2 separate regions of the Sus scrofa genome follow, and region 2 is linked to region 1. Evidence: chromatin contacts called from public promoter capture Hi-C data. All regions are on one chromosome and are shown on one strand. The core of a region is the stretch at or near the end of the contact, and the rest is flanking DNA. Distances in the headings are between cores, read along the strand shown.

Region 1 (4,274 bases), core at 1,163-3,662:
ACATATATGTAACATTCTCATGTAATGTACAAATAAAAGTAATTTCACTCCTTCTAGACTCAAGATTACCATTTCTGTCCCTTCTTCATCTAAGAAGATAAAAAGGCAAAAATGATAAATAGGCTATAAGGACCACTAAAAATGTAAGGAAAATGAAACGTAAAGACTAAATTGTGAGCATGAAATACACAATCTATCTTACTGTACTGCTCTAAGCCACTGGTATAAGACATATCAACCTGAACAAATCCTCCTGAGGAAATTTGGGGAGGGGGTTATGAAATTTCTTATTAAGGTAAAAATGTCCTAAAAAGGTTCTGAAGTAGAAAGGGGACAAACACACCAATGTGAACTGAAAATGGACAGGAATAAACTTTATTAAAAAGATGTAAATTCTGGAGTTCCCGTCATGGTGCAGCAGAAATGAATCTGACTAGGAACCATGAGGCTGTGGGTTGCATCCCTGGCCTCACTCAGCGGGTTAAGGATCTGGCATTGTGTGAGCTGTGGTGTAGGTCACCGACGCGGTTCGGATGTGATATTGCTGTGGCTGTGGTGTAGGTTAGCAGCTGTAGCTTGACTGGACCCCTAGCCTGGGAACCTCCATACGCCATGGATGAGGCCCTAAAAAGAAAAAAAAAGAAGAAAAAAAAGAAAATTCTAATAGTGCAGGTAAGTATGCCTTGCTAGCAGAATAGAAAACTTCACGCTAGAGGGACTACAAACTAAAAAAGCTTGCACTCTGCTTTGTTTTTAAAAGTTGGACCAACCAATCTCAGTTTACATTTCCCGTTTTCAGCAAAATCATAAGTTACTACATTAAAAAATTTGAAAATGATTTTAAAGATTTAGTTAATGAGGTCCTGGAAAACTATGAATGAGACCATTCTAAAAATACTCAAAATACTATGAATGAACTAAGTGACAAAAAGAGCATAAGTAAACCTCTATGATCTCCTGGCAATTGTGTAGAATTCCACTTCAAAAGTCCATTTAAAAGACCACTTGTTAAAGAAACTTGGTTCTAATCCATCTAAATTATCACAAGTAGAATATTAAATCAGCTGGAAAGAAAACAATATAAAACTTAAGTAAAATGGGATTCTCCAAAATACTTTATTGGAATTAAAAAAAAAAAAACCCAAAAACCCAAAGCAACAAAATCACAAAACCCCAAACTAAAAACGTCATGCTTTAATCACTATATTCTGAACTCTCGTGCTGTTCACAGTAAAAACTAAAATTTATTTTACGAAAGTGGGGTTTCCAAGCTGACAGCTCATCTTTTAGGTGTCCTGACTAACAAAATTTCTCAGCAAAGTATAGTCCAGTTTACTTCATATAATTTGGATACTAGGGGAAAAACCATTTGCCGGATTTGTCTCTAATCACTCTTCCCTTTTTACTAATGTACATGAGCTTCAAATAAAACGAGGTAGCTATACGTGCAAGGGTCCAATAGGTTTAGTAACACAAGGTTGTGCCGCTTTTCCCTCAACAAGTTCTCTAGGGTTAACTACAGTTCATTTAACTACTTGTGTTTCACTTTCTTTTTCACAGAAATCCTGCAGTGGTCCTAATGGGATAATGGCAGATTGGCTTTCGCAACAGGGGATATACGAAGCATGAGTGATTACCAGCAGCAAAGAAGTTTGAAACGGAGCCCAGAGGAGTGGGAAGGGGGAATCCATCAGGGTGACCAGAGACTGATAGCTAAGTGTCCTCTGCGCCCGAGCCACAGGCAGAGGAACGTGGCTGGCTGCTCCCGCACCCCTGAAGAACCTGGCCCACCCCTTCCTTGGAAAGGGACGTACCTTCCCACTTAGGGGGTGGGCTCACACGACACACCTCAGCGGGGGAAACCCCACTTCTCAAACCTCGTTCCCGGTCTCTACGGCAGAACCCTAGGGGCCGTTACCTAACTGACCCGGCTCCTCCAGCGAGCCCTCGCCCAGGCCGGCCCTGCCCTCCCCGGCCCGGGGCCAAAAGGCCGCGCTCCTGGGGAAGGCGTGCGCTCAGCCGGTGACGCCCCAGCCTGCCCGCCGCCCGCAAACCCGCACGAGCCCCCGGCGGCGGGCGCGCGGCACCGGCCCGGGCCAGCCTCAGCCCCTAGCCGCGCACCTCCGACCACGCACCCCCAGGCCCCGCCTCCTGCCGTCCATCCCTCCATCCCTCCTCCCTCCACCTCCTCGCCACTGCGGCGCCAGCCTCACCTGCCCGGTCCCGCCGCCACCGCCGTCCGCGCCTTCCCTTGGGGCCGCCTCGCGCCAAGACCCCAGCCCCGACACCCCGCCCCGCGCTCGTCCCCGACGCGCCCTCTCTTCCTCCGTCACCTGCCCCCGCCTCGAGCCTCTACCTTGTACGAGTCGGTGGCCAGGAGGATGTTGAATTCGGCTTCTGCCGCAGCATTCATCTCGGGCCGGAGTGTGGGGGCCACGCGCCGCGGGCTGCCCGGCGCGGCTGCGAGGAAGGAGAAAAATGGGCTTCACCGCGCTCCGTTGCTTAAGTCACCGCTCGGTCGGAGGGGGAGGGGGAGTGGAGGGGAAAACGGAGCGGGGAGGAGGGGCCAGAGGAGGGCGGGCCTGGGAGCCGTGACGCGGTGAGGGTGGCGGCAGTGTCGGAGCGGCGGCGGAGGCGGTAGCGCACTCACACTCAGGGGACTCCGGCGATCTCCTCACCCCGGTTCCCCGCCCCCGCCCCATCGCCCCGGCGGGGACGCTAGGGGCGGGGCGCGGCCGCGCGTGCGCAGCGTGCAGGGGGCGGGGCTGGGCGGGGAGGACGTGAGGCACGCGCTCTTTCTCGGAAACGCCCACCCCGGGAAGCCTGAGGCTGCGGGGCTGCCCTGGCCCGTGACCCCGGCGCCCGCCTGGCTTACGTCTCTCGGCCCCGCGCAGCGGGGCGGGGCCGGGAGGGGGCGTTCCCAGGCTCGCCACTCTTGCGATTAGCCGGTTCGCCTGTCCCGCTGGCACATTCCTGTCCTACCCAGTCCTGGCCCTTTTTTCAGAGTCCTCCTGAAGTCACGCCACCCGGCTGGGGGCCGAGGAGCCTCCCTCTGCTCATCTTCCCGTTCCCCTCGCGCAGTTACTCACCTTTGTCTCTGGCTTGGATTAAGGATGGAACCTTTTGCCTCCATCCCTTGAGTCCCTTCTGGTCCTCCTAACCCTCTCTTTAAAATCTGAACAGCTGAAGTGAGGAATAAAAAGAGCTGAGGAGCCGCTTTATAATCTGACGCATCGCCCTCGCTTTCCTCCGGCTCAGTGGCTGAGCCCTTTGATCCTCTTGGGGAGGTTTTGACTTTCCCCGATAAAATAGCCTGCGCCCAAAGTTGGGGGCTGAATTCAGTCCTCACAGATAATGAGAGGATAAGAACTCGCTGAATCTAATATTGCTGAGAAGTATACGGCAAAGGGCCAAGTCTTTGACAAGGTGCGAGACTGACTTTTATCATTATAATTGCTCAATCTTGGGAAACGGGTTGGCAACTTGGAAAAAAAAAGCAAAAAACGAAGTGAAACGACGTCGGATGACTTCATCCAAAGGCAAACCATCCATTTGCGCAGTTCTCATACGTGGTTGTATTTTTGAGTAAAACCAAGATTCCCTTTGTCTCTGGGATCAGCAGCTGCTTGTGTTTTTATTTTATTTTTTTAGATTTAGGTTTTACAAGATAGAAGTTGCTGGGGAAAGGGAATTTAATGAAAATTGGAAGAACTTTATAGATTGTAGTTCAAGCTAGTGGAAGTCTCATTTTATGCGGGGGGGGTGTGGAGGCTGTGAATGAAGAGAAATTCATCATCCGAAAAGAGACCGATTCAATTAAAAGCAACTTCAGTTCAGACGATGTCTTGGAGTCAGTACACATTGCTGACAGTCGCCTCCATCCATAGGTGGACCCCTTACAGGCAAAGATCACAGAAGTGGTGAGAAATCCCTGGGAACTCACCAAGGTAGTGAATAATTCTAATGCATTTAGGATTATTTTCAACAACAAAGTTTAAAACAGACGAGGCTTTTTGGGTTGACCTTACCTGTGTTTACTAGGGAAAATTACTTTTGAAAATATTTAAATAATTAAAAATATTTAGGGAGATTTTGTTACATTACTTCAACCGGTACAATTCAAAGAAAAATGATCGTTTTGCTCCTTTTAATGTGGTACCTTTTTTCTTCATTCATTGAAACTTTCTATAATCTACTTAAATGACAAATGCGTTTTGCTTAGCTTCCTGGAATCCATGTATGTATAACTGACTCTTGTTCTATGCTGCTTCATA
Region 2 (4,274 bases), core at 1,156-3,655, 150 kb after region 1:
ATGGAAAAGAATCTGAAAAAGTGTATATATATACTGAAAATGTATATATATATCAATAAAAAATATCAAGGGATTTCCCACTGTGGCTCAGTAGTAACGAACATGACTAGTAACCATGAGGATGTGGGTTCGATCCCTGGCCTTGCTCAGTGGGTTAAGGATCCGATGTTGCCACAAACTGTTGTATAGGTTGAAGACGTGGCTTGGATCTGGCATTGCTGTGGCTGTGGTGTAGGCCAGCAGCTGTAGCTCCCATTCAACCCCATAGCCTGGGAACTTCCATATGCTGCATGTGTGGCCCTAAAGAGAAAAAAAAAATCAATTGCAATTGGTGAACAATTCAATAAATATGTTCCTGTATATATGAATGAGTGAATGGTATTATGGGTAAAGTTAACAGCACAAAGGAAGGAATGGATGAGTACGTGAGTACGGCTTGTTCAAAGAACGCCTGTGGGTGCTTATACCAGATGTCTGCGAGAGTAGTGAAGCCATGAGTAGTTAGGGAAAATACTTCTTACAGTAATATTGAAGCCATATAAGTATTCTGGTCACATTCTTTGTGTTGGAAGATGAAAGTGCTTCTGCCTAACTGGTTATATAACTTGGATTTTCATGAGTCTGCTGTTGCTTTCAGTAAGTGTGCTTTCCTCCCCTTTAGGCATTAGTTGGGATGGGTGTTGACAGCGCCTGATCTTGTTTGCAGGTGTGGGACCATGTGGTCCAGGTGTGTCTTGGATTATCTGCTGCTATTGTCACCAGTATTTTGCACCTGTATTTTGTGTATTTTGTGTATTTCACCTGTATTTTGTGTATTGGAAGAGCCTTTCCTAAGTCTCACCCAGTGGCCTACCTCAGAGTATCTGTCTAGGGGTATAGCTACCCTTCATTCTTTGCCTTGCCTTTCTTACCTGAACGCTCACAGCCTTGAGATCCCTAATAGTCATATAAGATGGCACATATTAACAACTTATAAAACTGAACAACAACAACAACAACAACAAATAACCCAATAGAAAAATGGGCGGAAGACCTAAATAGACATTTCTCCAAAGAAGACATACAGTTGGCCAGTAGACACATGAAAAGACGCTCAACATCACTAGTTATTAGAGCAATGCAAATCAAAATTACAGTGAGGTACCACTTCACACAGGTCAGAATGGCCATCATTAGAACGTCTACAAATAACGAATGCTGGAGAGGGTGTGGAGAAAAGGGAACCCTCCTCTGCTGTTGGTGGGAATGTAAATTGGTACAGCCAATATAGAAAAGAGTATGGAAGTTCCTCAGAAAACTAAATATAGAACTACCATATGATCCAGCAATCCCACTCTTGGGCATATATCCAGATAAAACTATAATTCAAAAAGATACATGCACCTATATGTTCATGGCAGCACTATTCACAATAGCCAAGACATGGAAACAACCTGAATGTCCATTGACAGATGAATGGATTCAGAAGATGTGGAATATACATATACACAATGGAATACTACTCAACCATAAAAAGAATGAAATAATGCCATTTGCAGCAACATGGATGTAACCAGAGATTCTCATACTAAGTGAAGTAAGTCAGAAAGAAAAGGACAAATACCATATGTTATTGATTATATGCGGAGTCTAAAATATGGCACAAATGGATCTATCTACAAGCAGAAACAGATTCACAGACATAGAGAACAGACTTGTGGTTGCCAAGGGGGAGGGGGGAGGGAGTGGGATGAATGGGGAGTTTGGGGTTAGTAGATGCAAACTATTACATTTAGAATGGATGGTTGGTGAGATCCTATTGTGTAGCACAGGGAACTATATCCAATTTCCTGGATGACCATGATAGAAAATAGTATTTTAAAAAAGAACGTGAAAAAAAAAAAACCTGTATTAATCACACACTGGTGGAACAGACACTGTGCCAGGCACATATCTCTCCTGGTTGACAGGTGATTCTATGTGCTCTAAGCTGTTCAAATGCCTTGCTCATCCTCCAATAATTTAGATTCGTCACTGCAGTCCCTCAGCCCTGGTTCTTTTCCTGAGGACTATGTGTACTTAAGGATCTTGCCACAGAAATATTAGACAAGGAAACAACTCATTCCCAGCTGTCCTGCCCTCAGCACAACTTAAGAAAGAATTAAGACAGTCCAGCTACTCAGCAACCCTCAGCAAGTGGCTCCCCTCATCTGCAAAATCCAGGTCAGAAGTGGATCACCACCTGCTCCTTCCTGGCTCCTTGAGATAAGTTTATTCCCTGGGTGTCCTGACATTTCAGGAACCTATGAAACTCACATTCACCACTGTTTATTTTTAGTGTCTCTGCTTTTATATTTAGAAGAGAGGCTCTGACAAGCCTCTAAGAGCAGCAGTCTTGCAATTTTTGCTGGAGCATGTGGTGGCCACGAGGAAGGAAAAGAAGTCATGCGTGTAATTCCCCAGTGATTTCCTGGAACTGGGACACTGCCCAAGCACATGTACCAAAAGGGACAGGAGAGGCGGTCAGGACTCACCTTCAGTTGCTCAGACCTGGCTGTTCACCCTGTCTCCTGGCAGGCACACACCGTCGCTTCACTTGTAGGGCTCCCGAGAGAAAGGCAAATCAAAATCCTGAGGACCAACAGAGTTCAAATTACTCCCAACCTGCGACTAGCCACATTTTCTTCTTTTCTGTTCAGTCACTATCAAGCATGTTCCTGTGAACTTAAGATTTTTTTTCAGTGTTACATGCATGTAGCATAAAATTCAAAAGGAAGACTCTGTAACATATTTCACAGACAAAGAGTTAATAGTTCTAATATTTTAAAAACTTCCTACACATTGAGGGGCAAAGGACCAAAAACCTGATAGAAAAATGAGCAAAAGACACAAATGATTCACAAAACATATGTATATACTCCTTTAAACATATTAATAGCTGTCCAAACTCTCATTACTGAGAGGTGTAACTTAAAATACTACGGTATATTCCACAAATGGTATACTATTTCTAACCTATCAAATTAATAAAAATTTAAAAAGCATGACCATAAAGTCTGTTGGGAAACAAGTTCTTATACATTAATGGTAGCAAGGTGGTACAACCTATGTGGAAGACAATTTGGTGCAATAGAAGACAATGTACACTTGTATTTGACCCACAAAGCCTACTTCTAGGAATTTACCCTGAGGATCCATTCCCAAGGACAGAAAAATACATCTGTACAAGTTCATTCATCTCAGTGTTATTTTTAATTACATAATGCTGAAACCAACCTAAATGCCCAACCATGGGAGATTAGTGGAACATATAAGATACATACACACGGTGGAATCCCATGCAGCTGTATAAATAAATGCAGGGGGTCTCAGTGAATTGATATGGAGAGAGTTCCCAGATATATTGTTAAGTGGAACAAGGTTAAGTGCAAGGGTGTCTATACTAGTATGCTACCTCTGATGTTGGAGAGAAGGAGACATGAGAATATATACACATATTTGTTTGCATAGGCAAAAATACACAGGAAGAATAAACCCAAAGCCAGGATCAGTTACCTAGAGAGAGTAGATGGGAACAGAGTAAATAAAATGCAGGAACAGAAGTACAGTGTATGGGCTGAGGGGGTGAGATGCCTCTGAGTATGCTTTTCTGTAAAGTTCCAACTTTCAGAATCATAATAATGCTCCACATGCAAAAAAAAAATCAGTAATTAAGATAAAAATGAAAATCTAATCAAATGGCGTGAGGGAACCCCAAATAAAATATGAATAGCAACAAGGGAAAAACTAACTCTCTTACAAATGAATAACATAATTTCCTATAATGTGGTTATTTAAGGAAGATACAAGAATTCTTTGATTTTATTTTTGCAATTTTTTTCTAAGTTTGACATTTTTTTTCAAAATAAAAATTAAAAAGTAAAAAATGAAGGGGTGGGGAAAAAAAGGAACTAACTTAACTCTGGGAAACAGTACTTTGGCTATATTTTGCAAGGCTAAAATATATAAGAATTTTGCACAGATATTGCATATTCTAGTTCATAATTTTGCTTTTCCCTGAGTTTGTAAGTACAGATTAGCAATTCTGAAGCTGCTATGAGTATCCTAGGATTGAGCAAACAAGTCAAATAGTATGAATAATGAAAGCCAAGTTTCTTAGTTTAGTAGAAAGAGTGTGACTAAGAATAAGCAGAAGAGTAAAAGAAACTGTTCTGTGGGATTAGAATTGGGGATATGAGCAATATGAGCTCTCTAAATCCATGTAGATCTCATAAATATAAATATGAATATCTGCA

Evidence for each region. Promoter capture Hi-C pulls out the DNA fragments that hold promoters and counts their contacts.
Region 2: a contact with region 1 is called in a promoter capture Hi-C map of liver, with 6 times the contacts expected there. The contact joins the enhancer-like site here to the promoter of NAMPT in region 1. A contact is called at or near these places in 3 of 5 promoter capture datasets (fetal liver, liver and skeletal muscle), 9 of 47 Hi-C or Micro-C datasets (fetal heart ventricle, liver, psoas muscle and 1 more) and 1 of 2 datasets of contacts at active chromatin or transcription factors (skeletal muscle).

What each region holds. Positions count from the first base shown.
Region 1 is chr9:106,159,429-106,163,702 of Sscrofa11.1, forward strand. NAMPT (nicotinamide phosphoribosyltransferase) reads right to left here and starts at 2,413. Exons shown (of 11, transcript NM_001031793.2): 1 at 2,357-2,413. The coding sequence starts at 2,413.
Region 2 is chr9:106,304,691-106,308,964 of Sscrofa11.1, forward strand. No RefSeq gene overlaps it. Among named protein-coding and RNA genes, the nearest start is that of NAMPT, 140 kb to the left of the region's middle. Within about 2 kb of position 2,406, at least 8 of the 83 cell types and tissues checked have an H3K27ac peak or open chromatin away from gene starts, as enhancers often do. A contact at or near this core is called in fetal liver, liver and skeletal muscle, where this site is marked.